Linked DNA regions of Mus musculus: region 1 is linked to region 2. A link is a contact called in public Hi-C data. All regions are on one chromosome and are shown on one strand. The core of a region is the stretch at or near the end of the contact, and the rest is flanking DNA. Distances in the headings are between cores, read along the strand shown. Region 1 has its middle 18 kb from the start of Gm4925. Region 2 overlaps Gnptab (N-acetylglucosamine-1-phosphate transferase, alpha and beta subunits).

Region 1 (7,228 bases), core at 3,228-5,727, 290 kb before region 2:
TCCGCAAAATGAAGCAACACGGGCTAATGACATGGCCAAGACCAGGAGGACAGAAGCAGCCCTGGGATTCTTACAGAGATATAGTAGCCCGATGAACCCAAGGCCTGTCTCTGTCTCTGTCTCTATTTTATAGGTGGGGACATTGTGGAACCAAGGCCACCTAATGCATACAGCACGGGGTCAGATTTCCTATTGTTCCTCAGGCTGGTTCCATCTATTCTTCTGAGATCCAGGAAAAGCCAGACATGTAAGAGCATCAGGAGGGCTGGAGAGATGGCTCAGCAGTTAAGAGCACTGACTGCTGTTTCAGAGGTCCTGAGTTAGTTCAATTCCCAACAACCACATGGTGACTCGCAACCATCTGTAATGGGATCTGATGCTCTCTTCTGGTGTGTCTGAAGATAGCTAAAATATATTTTCATGTAGATATATAAAAAGGGAAAGAAAGAGAGAGAGAGAGAGAGAGAGAGAGAGAGAGAGAGAGAGAAAGATAGGTAGGTAGGTAGGTAGGTAGGTGATGGGCACTTTCGCTGTACATAGTTTCTGGAAAAGAGATTGGCTATAGATATGCTGGTAAACACTCATCCACCACAGCCCTCCGGAGGCTAAGGCAGGAGGCTCATGGGCTAAAGTTCAGCCTGGACTATGACATGATTTCAAAGCCATCTTGGGCTACTTAGTGAGGCCCCATATCAAAAACAAAAACCCACCCCTGCTTGCTGCCTGCTGTGATTTGAACAGCCCTGCTTCTACATCCCTCCATCATGATGAATTCCCATCCTAATGAACTTCCCACCTCATGCTAAGACCAGAAAGATGAAACAATAGTGCCATGGACCAAAACCTCCGGAACTAATAACCCAAGGCAGATCTCTGCAGGGTCCTTTGCAAACGCTGCTGTTCTCTGGCGTATGTCTTTGAACAGGAAGTTGAAATCCAACCCTGGCAACCATGCCTACAATTAAATGGGACTTGATACCATCATAACCCAGGTTTTAGGAAAACAAAGGGGCAGCCCCTGTACACTCCAGCTGACAAGGAAAAGATCGCATCTCACCCGACTGTGGCTGTAACTCTGAAATGAGTTGATTGGGGTTTAGAAAGTCCAATATGCAAAGAAGTTTACACACACAGTGGAAGTAGGAAAGTTGTCCTGTAATCACCTCTCACAACAGCTGCATTGTGGTCACTGCCTGGCATGTGCCCCAAATGTAGGACATTTTTAAACAGTAAGGATACCTCTCAACAAACCCAGAGCCCCGAGGTCTCTGCGAGTAACAGAGTTAGCAGCGAAAGGTAGTTCCATGAATGATGGCTTTCTGAAACTAAAAACACCCCGGACCAAGCAGACGGAGGTACTTTTCTTATCGTAGCTTTAAATTAGATCAAATTTTTAAAAAATAAAAATATGGCAGGGCAGTGGTGGCACATGCCTTTAATCCCAGCACTTGGGAGGCAGAGGCAAGAGGATTTCTGAGTTCGAGTTCAGCCTGGTCTACAGAGTGAGTTCCAGGATAGTCAGGGCCACACAGAGAAACCCTGTCTCGAAAAAAAAACTAATAATAATAATAATAATAATATCTACTATATTCAAGATACTGGGATTGACGAATAATACAACAAAGTTATTTTTCAAACATATATATTAGATGGATTTAAGGTTCACATAAGAAACTCTAATCTAGCTGGACATGGTGGTGCACACCTTAATTCCAGCACTCAGAGAGACAGGTGGCTAGATTTCTAAGAGGCCAGCCTGGTCTATTGTAGTAAATTCTAGAACAGAACAGACAGAGTTACATAGAAAGACAGCAGAGTCTCAAATAAATAAAAAAATGGAGAAAGGAGGGGCTGGAGAGGGAGAGGGAGAGGGAGAGGGAGAGGGAGAGGGAGGGGGAGAGAGAGAGAGAGAGAGAGATTCTGTTCTCTAATTAAAGTTAATACCTCCAGACCTGCAGATGGAAAAGAAAATGTCTCTTGTTCCTTAAACCAGAGTGATAATTGCATAACCATGAAACTCAATTGCATTGATTTGCTTTCTCCAAACAGAGCATTTCTCTAAGGCCCTGCTCTACTGTACTGGTTTCTAATGGATGTTGGTTTCTATGCCCCTCTCCAGCCCCTGCTCCACGGTTACTCTGGTTTGCCTCACAGAGGATGTGGAGCTCTAAAAGCCCGGTTGATCTCATGATTGTACGCAAGGATCCCCCTTTGACGATTTTTTTTTTTAAAGACAGAGTCTCAGTATATGGCTCTAGCTGTCGTCCTGGCTGTCTTGCCGAGCTCACTATGGAGACTAGACTGGCCTCGAATTCACAGAGGTCGACCTGCCTCTGCCTCCTTAGTGCTGGGATTAAAGGCGGGCACCACTGTGAGCTTGGCTTCATGTTGCTCTCATCATTTTAGTTTTCCAAGACGACTTCTGGAAGTGCAGTTTCCCTGGAAACCAGCATGGCAGGTCTAGGGAGTCAGAGTTTCGTAGGATTCTTATTCTGATTCTTTATAGGAGGGCAGATGAAATACACAACTTAAATACACACAGAAAATGAATGTTTGAAATGCGTAGTTCTGAGATTCCTTTTTTATTGATCTCCAATTCATATCTACTATATCTTGTGCTAGACAGATAAAACAATTTCCTTCATAAAACTAGAATGATTTCATTATTGCTTTTATAGTCAGGTCTCTGGTTTTGGGGGATTTTTGTTTGTTTGTTGGTTGGTTGGTTGGTTTTTGTTGTTGTTTGTTTGTTTTGCTTGCTTGCTTGCTTGCAGGCTTGCTTGGGTAGTTTGCTTTAGGTTCATGTATGTAAGTTGTACGGGTGCTTGTGTGAGGGATTGGGTGGGTGAACATGCATGTGATGTGTTCATATGTATGGAGGTCAGAGGCCAACCTCAAAAGTCATTCCTCAGGAGCCATCTGCCTTGGTTTTTTAAGACCACTGGGACCTGGAGGTCACCTATTAGGCTAAACTAGCTATCCCATTAGCTCCAGGCGCTCTGTGACTCTTCAAAGCACTGAGATCACATGCTTGTGCCACCAGGGTGTGATGTTTAGGTACGAGCTTGCACAGAAAGTACTTTATTGGCTGACTCTTTCCCCCATCCTCTACCTTTCTCTTTGGTTATTTGTTTGTTGGTTGGTTGGTCTATGTAGCCCTGGCTGTTATGGAACGCACTATATAGACTAGGCTGCCCTTGAACTCATAAGAGATTCAACGGTCTCTGCTTCCCAAGGACTAGGATTAAAGAGGTGTGCCACAATGACTGGCGGTCTGGAGATATATATATATATATATATATATATATATATATATTTTTTTTAATCAGGGTCTCACGTGGCCCAGGCTGGCCTTGAACTCCTGATCTTGTTGTCTCCAATTCCAACATAGCATGCACCATCATACCTGGGCCAATTTGCTCTTTTGGATAAATTGTTGCTCTCTATGAATTGAAATTTTATATTGTTTTATTTTAATTTGGTTGAGAGTCTCATGTATCCCAAATTAGCCTTGAACTGGCAATGTAGCTAAGGATGGCATTACACTTGTGACTCTCCTGCTTTGCTCTCCTGGTTCTGGGACTTCAGGTGTGTAGCACCAAATCCATTTTAAATAGTATTCGGGACTGAACCCATGACTTCATGCATGCTATTCAGGCAGGTATTCTATTAAGTAAACTACGTGTGCATGCTTGGGTATGTATGTGGACCACATGGTGGGCCATATACAGAAAGCAGAAGGCGGCATCGGACCCCCGGAACTGGAATTATAGATGATTTTAAACCATCATGAAGGTGCTGATAATCGAACCCAGCCAGGTCTTCTGCCAGAGCAACAAATGCTCTTAAGTGCTGAGCCATCTCTCTAGCACATACGTGGAGGTCACTGGGCTTGGCGAATCATCTAACTGCCTCTCTAATATATAGTGGGTTTTGTTTTCTTTTAGGAGGCAGGGTCTCTCTCTCTCTCTCTCTCTCTCTCTCTCTCTCTCTCTCTGTCTCGTGTCTTAGCTGTTCTGGAACTCACTATGTAAACCAGGCTGGCCTGAAACACACAGCGAGTCACCTGTCTCTACCTCCTAAATGCTGGGGTTAAAGGTGTACTGGCATGGTGGTTTTACCCATGCTAAAGAAACACAAAGTCAAGTTTGAGTGCTTCAGGCAAGAGAAGAAAGGTTGCTTTTTTTTTTTTTTCTTTTTTTGCATAGTCTAGAAGTCTTTGCTACTAGTTTCATAACATCTGATGCCCCAGATAGGATAGGTGTCAAAGAGGAAAGGGGGAGCTAATTGAGCACAAGTTCACATTCATGTGACTTTCCCACGTCGATGCCAGAAAAAAAAAAAAAAAAGCCAACGCATAAGTACAAAATAGCTTTTGGAAAAAAAAAAAAAAAACCCATGACTAAGCAAAACTGGCAATGCCAGGCTAGTTCTTCTTTTTGTAAAGGACTTGAAACTTGCTAACTTACTAGGAGTGCGTTTCTCATGCCTGGGGACCATTTTCACATCCCTCCTTCGCCAGCTTGGTATTTCCTTCCCTATTACTTAAAAGTTTTCTAGATATTCTGAAAGGGGAAACGTTGATGAAGATAGATGCAGGTGACTTAAACATTTCTCAAAGGGTAAGGACAGGAATTTCTTCGTTGGATTTGCTTTGCAGAGAGCAAGGAACTTTGATTATTTACTTAATTTTGTTAATCATGGGGGGTGAAAGTGTTAAATCTGTATTAAAAGTAAATATGAGCTTAATGTTTGTTCAAGTGAATGAATTATCTTTAAGGTTCCTTCATTTTTATTTTATGTGTGTGTGTGTTGCTTGCATGTATATAATGTATATATGCATGTGCTCTCTACCACCCCTGAAGCCAGAAGAAGACATTCGAGCACCTGCAATTGGATTTACAGGTGGTTGTGAAACACCATGTGGGTGCTGGGAACCGAACCTGGGTCCTCACCCAGACCTACCTCTACAGAAGACCAGATGAAACAACTAGCCTCATGGGACTGAACAACTATGAGATTCCATCAATATAGAGAGACATTCCATAAGTTCTGTGACTCTAGAGAATCCTGACTAATCAATCTATCTATCTATCTATCTATCTATCTATCTATCTATCTATCTATCTATCTATCTCATTGGACAGTCTCACTATGGTCTAAAACTTGCTATATAGCCAGATAGTGAATGCCTGTCAGGTGCTGAGATTACAGCCTATACCACCATGACAAAAAAAGATTCAAACACTGTGTTTTAAAAATGTGATGTGGTCCCCAGGGTCTGGACTGTAGCTCAGTAGGAGACCACGTGCCTAGGGTAGGTAAGGTGTCCACTCCTGACACCGCCAAATAAAACACTCCTGGAGAAAGACAATTGTTTGTTTGTTTGTTTGTTTGTTTGTTTTAATCTGGATCTCTCTTGTCCAGGCTAGCCTTGAAAGTAGACATCAACCTGCCCCTGCTCCAGGCCCTGTCCCAGACCCTATCCCTGCCCCTGCCCCTGCCCCTGCCCCTGCCCCAGGCCCTGCCCCAGGCCCTGCCCCAGGCCCTGCCCCTGCCCCTGCCCCTGCCCCTGCCCCTGCCCCTGCCCCTGCCCCTGCCCCTGCCCCTGCCTTCTGAGTATGTAATTAAAGGTGTGCACCACCACAAAGAAAGACAGTTTTGAGTCTTGTGTGTTGTTCGTTTGTTACTCAAAGTTGAAGAGTTTGTGTGCCATGCCAAAATTAAGAGCTAGACAACTTGCTTTTGTGGGAGGTGATAGCAGATTAGGACACCTTGTCTCATTGCTCCACTCTATGGAACAGCTATGGTGTTGTTCTGAAGCCTCATGTGGTAGCATCAGTGCTGGCCCGAGCATCTTCTCCTTGCCTGGAGGCTGACAGATCATCCACATGGGCTTTGCTCGGGTGTTGGCAGAAGATGAATCCAGAGGTGCTACTCAGCACTGTCACTGCATTGCTACCTTTTCTTCAGTCTCCCCCCTATGGCAGCTGCTTGCAATGAGATAAATCTCCCTGAACCAATACAAAGTGTTTGCTTAAATATATTGTAAAGAATAAGAATCAAAACAGTATAGACATTGGGCTCTCATTTATAGTAAAGGAAATACCTACCTGTGAGCATGTTCATAAAATATACCTGAATGGATTCATTTGATTATTAGCAGGAATTAACTCTGAGATGGTGACCTAGCAAAGAAGTCAAAGAAGGACAAGCCCTCATTCTGAGGGTGTTGTTGTTGGAGTGGTTAAGTCACACATTCAAAATAAATAAATAAATAAATAAATAAATAAATTTTATCTCAATTTTTTCTTTATTGTTACATTGTGTGTGTTAGAGTGCATTGTGTCTGTGTATGTGCAGGTGCTGTGTTGTGCATGTGTGCATGCATGTTAATGTGTGTGTATGTGCATCTATGTGGGTGTACCACCTGCCCATATGAGGTCAGAGGACAACTTTTTTTTTTTTTTTTTTTTTGGTTTTTCGAGACAGGGTTTCTTTGTGTCGCCCTGGCTGTCCTGGACTCACTGTGTAGACCAGGCTGGCCTTGAACTCAGAAATCTGCCTGCCTTTGCCTCCCAAGTACTGGGATTACCGGCATGAGCCACCACTCCCCAGTGGTAGAGGACAACTTTTGGGAGGTGGGTTTCTCCTTCTATTTATGGTTTCCAACAATCTTTCTAGGCGATCAGGTTGCTAGGTACTCATTGACTTTAAATTTAGAAGAAAAGAGATAGTCACCCCATCTCTGTTATGTGCTAAGGTTTCTCACTAATCTATCCTATCTATTTATCTATCAAAGGTTTCAGTTCTGCAACATTAGCCACTTAGATGAGTCTACAGTCAAACCACCCTCAACACGCCTGATCTCCACTGGTCTCAGAAGCTAAATCGGGGTCAGGCCTGCTTGATGTTTAGATGCAACAGCACTTGGGAAGACCTGGTGCTGTAGTGAAAACCATAAAATAAAGAACCGACTTGCGGGGCATGGTGGCACATGCCTTTAACCCCAGCACTTGGGAGGCAGAGGCAGGTGGATTTCTGAGTTCGAGGCCAGCCTGGTCTACAGAGTGAATTCCAGGACAGCCAGGACTACACAGAGAAACCCTGTCTCGAAAAACCAAAAAAAAAAAAAAAAAAAAAAAAAACCAATTAACCCCCCCCCAAAAAAACCAAAAAACCAAATCCCCCCCCCCCAAAAAAAAGAAAAAGAAAAAGAACCAACTTA
Region 2 (7,390 bases), core at 4,063-6,562:
AGAGACCGCAGCTGAAAACCACTGAAGGCTGGGCAATGTTGCACATGCCTTTAACTCCAGCACCAGGCAGGGGCAGACAGAGCTCTGTGTGTCTGAGGCCAGCTCAGTTTGATTCTCAGGATCCACACACATGGTGGACAGAACTGACTCCTGAAAGTTGTCACCTCCACACATGCTCATTGTAGCATTTACATGGACACACACACACACACACACTGTAAGTAACAAAAGTTTCCTTATAATTGATTATCTATATCCTATATCTTTACATCTAGAGTCACGTAAAAATTTCTCAGCCAAAGGGGTTGTGAGTGGGAAGGTTAAGGAGGTTCTGATACAGAGAACAGAAGCCCGGATACTGCTACACATCTTGTGAGCATAGGACACATAGTGAGGTAGGACTGCCAGTATAGAATCGAGCAAACCCAAAGAATGCCCGAAGATTTCCTGTAAGACATACATCCCAACAGCTCTTTAAAAGCTCCCAGAACTCAAAAGATAGAACCTGTTTTTAAATTTGGCTGATTTGGTTTTCATGTTATTAGGACATCTTCTTAGGAGGTCTACTTATGCCATAGGGTTGAGGACTAAAGACTCACATCTGAGAAAGAGAAGGCACAGGCGGTTTCTGTGACAACTCCCACCCCACCCCCACAAAAGCCTCCACCTCCCAAAAAGTAAGAGCCCAGACAGGAAGCCATTGAAGAGAGCCCTGGAACAACTGTGACAGGGGTGCTAAAGTGTAGCTCTACACGGTGATGGCTTCCGGCAGGTGTGAACGTCAGGAAAAACTGACCCCGCTCCAGGGAGTAAATGGGCAGCACAAATTGGACCTGGTTGCTTTTTTCTGGGGCGCGGAGCAGGAGTAGGGGAGGGAAAGAGGTCACAACAGTGGGGTGAGGCAGACCTGGGAGGACTGGGAAGTGAGTGTGATCTTGGGGGGCATTATGTGAAATTCCAAATAAACAATAAAAATATGTTGGAAAAAAAAAAAAAGAAGTCCTTAGGATTAAAAACCCTCCTGCTACTGCTAACAGAAAAACAAACTGGCAGTGTTTAGTGAGTTAATAAGTCAAGGGTGCAAGGTTTTAAGATGTCCTGAAGGCTGTCCCAAAGCTAAAGCTAGTTCCATATTGTTGCTTCATCTGCTGACTATTTGTTCGAGAATAAAACAGAAGAGAAGGACAAGCATTAAAAGCCAAGTGCACGAGATATTTTCATGGAAGTCGCTGAAGGTGTCTTAGAAATAATAGTACAGGGCTAAGCATCCTTCATCTAAAATGCTGTGGACTATATGGGTCCTAATGTTAAGAGTTGCTTGTTTGTTTTGTTCAGTTTGTTTTTTGAGTCAGAGTCTTATGGCCTGGAATTTGCTATGGAGGCCTCAAGATCCCCATGCCTCTGCCTCCTGAGTGCTGGGATTAAAGGCAGGCTCCACTATGACATTGTGTCTATTTTGTTTCAGGACTAAACACACCCTTCATCCCACCACTCAGGAGGTAGAAAGATCTTACAGTTGAGGCTTAGCCTGGTCTATAGAACAAGTCCTATGCTAGCTAGGGCTACATAGTGAGACCCTATCTCATAAAAAATAGGAGAGGAGAGGAGAGGAGAGGAGAGGAGAGGAGAGGAGAGGAGAGGAGAGGAGAGGAGAGGAGAGGAGGGGAGAGGAGAGGAATAAAATATTTACATATATGTATGATGAACTATTTGGGGGATGAAACTCAAGCCTAAATATGAAATACCGTATACATAGAGCTCAAAGATAATTTAACACGTTTTAAATAACTCTGTACATGAAACACAGTTTCATATGAGAATACACACCTCATTTGACACTTGTGGTGTCATGCTGGCACTTAGGGTGTATGGAGCAATAGACAGGATCTTCGGATTAGAGGTGTTAACTGGCAGCACAACTTTTGGTGACCTTAAACAGGTCCAGGACAGATTTTTTTTTTTCTTTCAAGACAGGGTTTCTCTGTGTAGCCCTGGCTGTCCTGGAACTCACTCTGTAGACCAGGCTGGCCTCGAACTCAGAAATCTATCTGCCTCTGCCTCCCAAGGGCTGGGATTAAAGGCGTGCACCAACACTGCCCGGCTCCGGAATAGAATTCTGAGGGTGGAATACAGGTGAGTCGTTAGGCAACAGTACCTGTCCTTCCTACCTGATCACTAGGCTACCTAGCCTCCAGTGAATTAGCATCGAGTCTGAAAACACCCCCACGTCACTGAACCACATAGACCTTCCCTATTCCCACATATGCGCCGGCTGTTTTTCTGTGTCACTGTGCCACAATCCCTGACGGAGACGTCTTCAGGGAGGAATGGTTTACTTTGGTTCACTATTTGGAGCTGTCAATCACGGTGCAGACAGACCGATGGCAGGAACAGGAGATTTACCTGTTCACACCTCAGCAGACTAGGAGGCAGAAACAGACCAGGAAACAGGCCTGGCCTATAAACTTAGGGTGGCCTATAAGTTCCCTGGTGATGCACTTCAGCCAGTTAGGACCCAAAGGGTTTGCAACCACTCAAAATAGTGCCACCATCTGGGACTCGGGTGTTCAAACACAGGCACCTCTGGGGTACATTTCTATCCAAATCATAAGAGGACAACTCTGTGGCCGTCTGTTCAGTTATTCACGCGCTCCCAAATACCTTGTGTGTAAGTCCTGTCCTTCCAAACAGGATATAAATACCCGAGGGCAGGGCGTGTATCCCCCACTTCTGCATACCTGCACAGCAACCACCATCACTCAATTACAATTAATGTGAGCATTTCCTTGTGAGCTCTGGGCTGATTTCCCGAACGCTCCTCACACGTAAGGAATAGAACACAATCAAAGCCAAAGAAAATGGAAAAGCCCCACCGTAAATGAAAAATGTCTAAAACCACAGAAGGATGTGAGGTGAAGTGAAAATAAAGATGATAGGTAATTTATCAAGAGAGCAAGCCTGTATTTGTCACATCTAAAAACTCTACTGCTAAATCCGTAGGGAATGGGATGATAAGAAGACCCACCTTCAGGATTCTCAGAACAGAAAACCTGACAGGGGGTTGTGTGATGTACAGGGCGAGAGCGGTCACAAGGCTTGTAGGAATTCCGATCCTTTATCTTAGTAACACCTACTCTCTAGTCCCTGTCCTCCCCTCAGAGCTATAAAAGCACACTTTGACAGGACATACAACGGTGAGGGCTTATGCCTATATCAACTCACTGGGGGCGGATCACCACAGAATGGGCAGGCCTTCGCTCTGGTCCAAGGCCTGCATCCTGTGAGTGTCCTATAAGACCGGTGCTCAGCCCTTGTGTGGAGGTACAGAGGTGAACAGGAGAATGTTCTGAGCTGCAGCCTGTGGTGTCTGCTGGGCACGGCTGGGCCCTCCCTCCCTGTCTCCTGGACCACAGGCCTCAGCACAGTCCTGCTGGAAGAACACAGGAGCGTGGAGTGATTGAGCTGTTCCGGTTCCAACCCTCGGTGTCTTGTGGTCGTCCCTCTCATGTGTGGCACGTGCCTCGCTTGTCACACTAAACTGAGCAGACACTGTCACTGTAACTCCCCTCTGCACTGTTTATCTCCTCCTCCTGAGTCTTCCTTCTCGCTAACAGCTCGTTGACATACCAGCTGAGCATCTTTCAGATGCTCCAGGAACCAGTCCCACACTGGCCTCCCTTGGCCAGAGGCCCCTGGATAGGAAGAGCTTGCAGGACTGAACGTGCCCCTACTCTAAGGTGTGTGCCTCAGAAACACACCAGATCGTCTTCTTACTGTCCCAGCCCTCCCTGCCTTCAGGATAAGGGTTTTTCACTGAGCACAAGCGTACTGAGGACAGAGTGACATTGGTCTCATTAGTATAATGATGATCACATCAGGCAAGTTCTAGTTCAGTGGGTTCCAGGAACTTAATACAATCATTGCTGATTAAACTTTGTCATTTATTTATTTTTTATTTTGTGGTGTGGGAGTCTGTGCGTGTGCATGCGTGTGCATGTGGTGCATATGTGTGTGCATGTGTGTGAGGATGTATGAACACAAGAGCATGCATGTGAGAATCAGAGGGTAACTTGCAACCTTGCCTTGCCCATCTCCCCAGCCATCCCTAAGGAAGCCTGTGGCCTTTAGGAACTCCCCAGACACACTACCTACTTCCCAGCCCTCAACATTTTTTTCCAGGCTATTCTCAGAGCACTCCCTTCTCAACCCAGGAACAGTGGCTCTGTTGAGGACCCAGCTAAGGTGCAAAGCCCATTTAACTCCTACCTTGACTAAAACCCAGGCGTCCTTGGGCACTGCTATAGTGGAAGTGTTCATGTCCCAAGGAAATGTCTTAATTCCCTCTGTTCTCTCTCACATACTCCCTGGCATGCAGGAGGTATTTGATAAAAACCATCTAGAAAGACTGGGAACCGATGACAGGAACCACCCTTCTCAGAAGGTGTATAACAGAACCAGAAGGGGAAGAATGGAAGGGCCGGAGGCTGGGAAGTGGCTGCATAAAAGTATAGGGACCTGAGTTCTGGTCACCAGAACCCGTGTACGAGCCGAGCAGGCCTGTAAGCTCAGCGCTTGGTTGGGGAAAGGGAGACAGATTCCCTAGAGCTCATTGGTCAGGCAACCTGGCCAACCGCTGAGGCTGAGGCCAAACATTCCATAAGAGACTCCGGCTCATCAGGGGGAGAGTAACGAAGGAGGACACCTGACATCAACCTCTGGCCTCCCCATGCACCTACTCCTGTACACACATATACACACACTCTTGGGAGCAAGGGTTGCCCGCACTTTCCCCTAACAGACGCAGACTGGAAAAACTGAACTCAAATGCGCCCTCATCGGTTCCTACTGGGTCTCCATTTCTCCAAACTCAAGTCACCGCTACACCTTACACCCAGCTGCACACACCACACAGCAGCAGCTGGCAGAGCCTACCGCTGTTCAGAACTGTTATCTATGTCAGTACACACTGGTCACCAACAGGCATGTCAGGTGTTGACAGCACACAAGTGGGCCAACACAGCAGGATGTGAAAATATCCACACACAATTAAGACAAAATAAATTCCTAATTGCTTTTAAATTTTTGATTAATGTGGACTTACAGAAACAGAATCGGGAACACCATTCTTCCCACATAACGGGGATGAGTCGGCAATGGAAAGGACCGATGTAATTTATCGGTCATTCTGATGTTAGCGACTCAGCCAAAGCCAAATAAAGTTTGACTGAAACGAAAGCTAATCTGTCTATAGTTTCAACTGCTCAAATCAGTACTGAAAGTACCTCAGGGGAAGGAGGAAATGCGGCATCTATTTTAGGATAACTGAAGATTAACCACAAATACAACCCAAATACGGCTTCGTGCTATTCCGGTCCATACAAGTACTGCATGCTAACTGATTGCACTTCTGGAACTGTTTCTATGTCAGACGAAGAAAGGCTACAGGGGACAGCTGGGCACAGTGGCGAGTTCCTGGAGCACCAAGAAGAAGCAGAGGCAGGAAGGTTACAAAGTTTGAGGACAGTCTAGTCTACATAGCAAGTTGCCGGCCAGTCAGGATTACAGAGTGAGACCGCCCCAAACAAAAATGAGGATGAAGAAAAGAGGAGGAGGAAGAGGAGGAAGGGGAAACAAACTAAGGGACAAAGCTAGCTAGCTATGGGGAAGAAGGGAACCGAGAAAAAAACGACATCATTCACACAGCGGTTTTCTCACCGTAACACAAAGCACCTTAACCCATCGAAGCCAGGGAAGGAGGAAAAAGTTACAGGGATCTCTGGGTGGATGGAATGACTAATGCAAGAACTGAGAAAGAACTCGCTACTCCCTTTCCGCCACCCCCCACCTTCTCCAGCCCCTCACAAATTTTGTTAAATGGTAAAAACATGAGAGAGCCAGATTTCAACCATTCCAGAGGCAAGGACTGTACGCCTGCTCCTCTAAGACAAAAGAGGCTGTGTTCACCCCCACCCTCCACCCCCTAATGTGCTACAACAACGTGACGTAAGGTCATCAAGAAAACACCCACACGGCTGTCCCAGGCAGATGATTCAGAGAATAAGAAATGTTCGGGAAAAGGTCACCAGCCAACCAAAGTTGATCCTTAGAGAAAGAATGGTCAGGGCTGATGGCTAAGAAATACACTTATATCTTAAACACATTGGTGGCTGGATTTGCTATTAATCAGAATTTCATATTTTCAAACTTTATACATATCTACAACCCCTTATGAATGAAAGCTTTCATAGATGTGCATGTTAGAGTTCTAACTACTTCTACGACTTTCCCCAACACACCCACACATAGACATGTATCACAGACACACACATACAGAGACACACAAAAACACACACAACACACACAGAGTAAGAAAAATGTGAGTGATAAATTATAAAAATAGTAATTTCAGAGCTTAGTTTGAAGGTGCGAATCTGTAATACCAGCACTTGAGATGCTGAGGCAGGAGGATTGCTGGAAGCAGTGGGGGAGGCTCTTCCGCACAGATCTACTTCTGACAGCACACTGAGATGGGGCAGTTGCTCTTTGCCCTTTATGACTGTTGGCTAAACTTGCATGAAATAAGAGGTGCCATGCGGGTGGCTCCTTTTCTGTCTTACCAGCTTTATTTTAGAGGAAAGCTTTTCTGGCAGCTTTGTCTTCAGTTGACTCGTCTCCTTGAAGGTCGGTGGGAATCCACTCAGGAACGCCAAGCCTTGCATCAGCACTAAGCCAGGGGCTTCTTTGTCTGTTGTCTAGAACAAAGAGAAGATTCCACTCACCGTCCGTATCACGGAGCTGGGGGAAACTTACAGCGGAGAAGCTGGTGTGCTTCTGGCACAGGACTGCAGTCCCAGCATGCCTGAGGTGGAGGCGGGAAGACTGCAAGTTCAAGGCCAGCTGGGACTACACAGCAAGACCCGAGGTCTCTGTCACTCATACTTTTATTCTGGCCCAGTGCAAAAGAACAACTAGAGTTCAGAGGACATACCAAGTAGGCTCTCCAAACCATCTGTTTGCTGCCTCCCTTAAACGGTCCAGCATGGGCGTCTTCAACTACAATGAACAACACAAGAAGCATACATTTAATAAATAGATAAATGCTCATCTAGACTCTCTGGTAGAGCGCTATTCAGAACATCTTGGGAGCTAGTAATTAGCATAATACATGGGTTCAAGAAAGTAGTTAGGAAGCTAAAAGCCATCACGTTCAACAAAGGAGGCACACTGGAAAGCAGGGTACAAGTAAACATTAAACTCTATATTGCCAAGAGATGTATGCAGGCCACAGAAACCTGGAGTGCTCTGTAGAAACAGGCTAAGCTGCAAGGAAGAAGTGATGAGGGGGTGATAGGAAAATCTCAGATCTAAGCAAACCTGCATGAGAAGAGAA

Evidence for each region. Hi-C and Micro-C count contacts between places; a contact is called where the count stands out from the background.
Region 1: a Hi-C map of bone marrow-derived macrophages shows a contact between it and region 2, with 21 read pairs. The contact joins two enhancer-like sites. A contact is called at or near these places in 13 of 39 promoter capture datasets (the 3T3-L1 cell line, 3T3-L1-derived adipocytes, the C10 cell line and 9 more), 4 of 15 datasets of contacts at CTCF or cohesin (CD8 T cells, the NIH/3T3 cell line and pro-B cells), 66 of 484 Hi-C or Micro-C datasets (3T3-L1-derived adipocytes, the AML12 cell line, B cells and 45 more), 7 of 115 datasets of contacts at active chromatin or transcription factors (CD8 T cells, astrocytes, bone marrow-derived dendritic cells and 3 more) and 3 of 9 other capture datasets (adipose tissue, liver and pancreatic islet).

The regions. Positions count from the first base shown.
Region 1 is chr10:88,709,735-88,716,962 of GRCm38.p6, reverse strand. No RefSeq gene overlaps it. Among named protein-coding and RNA genes, the nearest start is that of Gm4925, 18 kb to the left of the region's middle. Within about 2 kb of position 4,477, at least 23 of the 459 cell types and tissues checked have an H3K27ac peak or open chromatin away from gene starts, as enhancers often do. A contact at or near this core is called in bone marrow-derived dendritic cells, bone marrow-derived macrophages and pre-pro-B cells, where this site is marked.
Region 2 is chr10:88,418,788-88,426,177 of GRCm38.p6, reverse strand. It overlaps Gnptab (N-acetylglucosamine-1-phosphate transferase, alpha and beta subunits), which reads right to left. Exons shown (of 21, transcript NM_001004164.3): 6 at 6,989-7,053; 7 at 6,618-6,752. Among named protein-coding and RNA genes, the nearest start is that of Sycp3, 37 kb to the left of the region's middle. Within about 2 kb of position 5,312, at least 107 of the 459 cell types and tissues checked have an H3K27ac peak or open chromatin away from gene starts, as enhancers often do. A contact at or near this core is called in bone marrow-derived dendritic cells, bone marrow-derived macrophages and pre-pro-B cells, where this site is marked.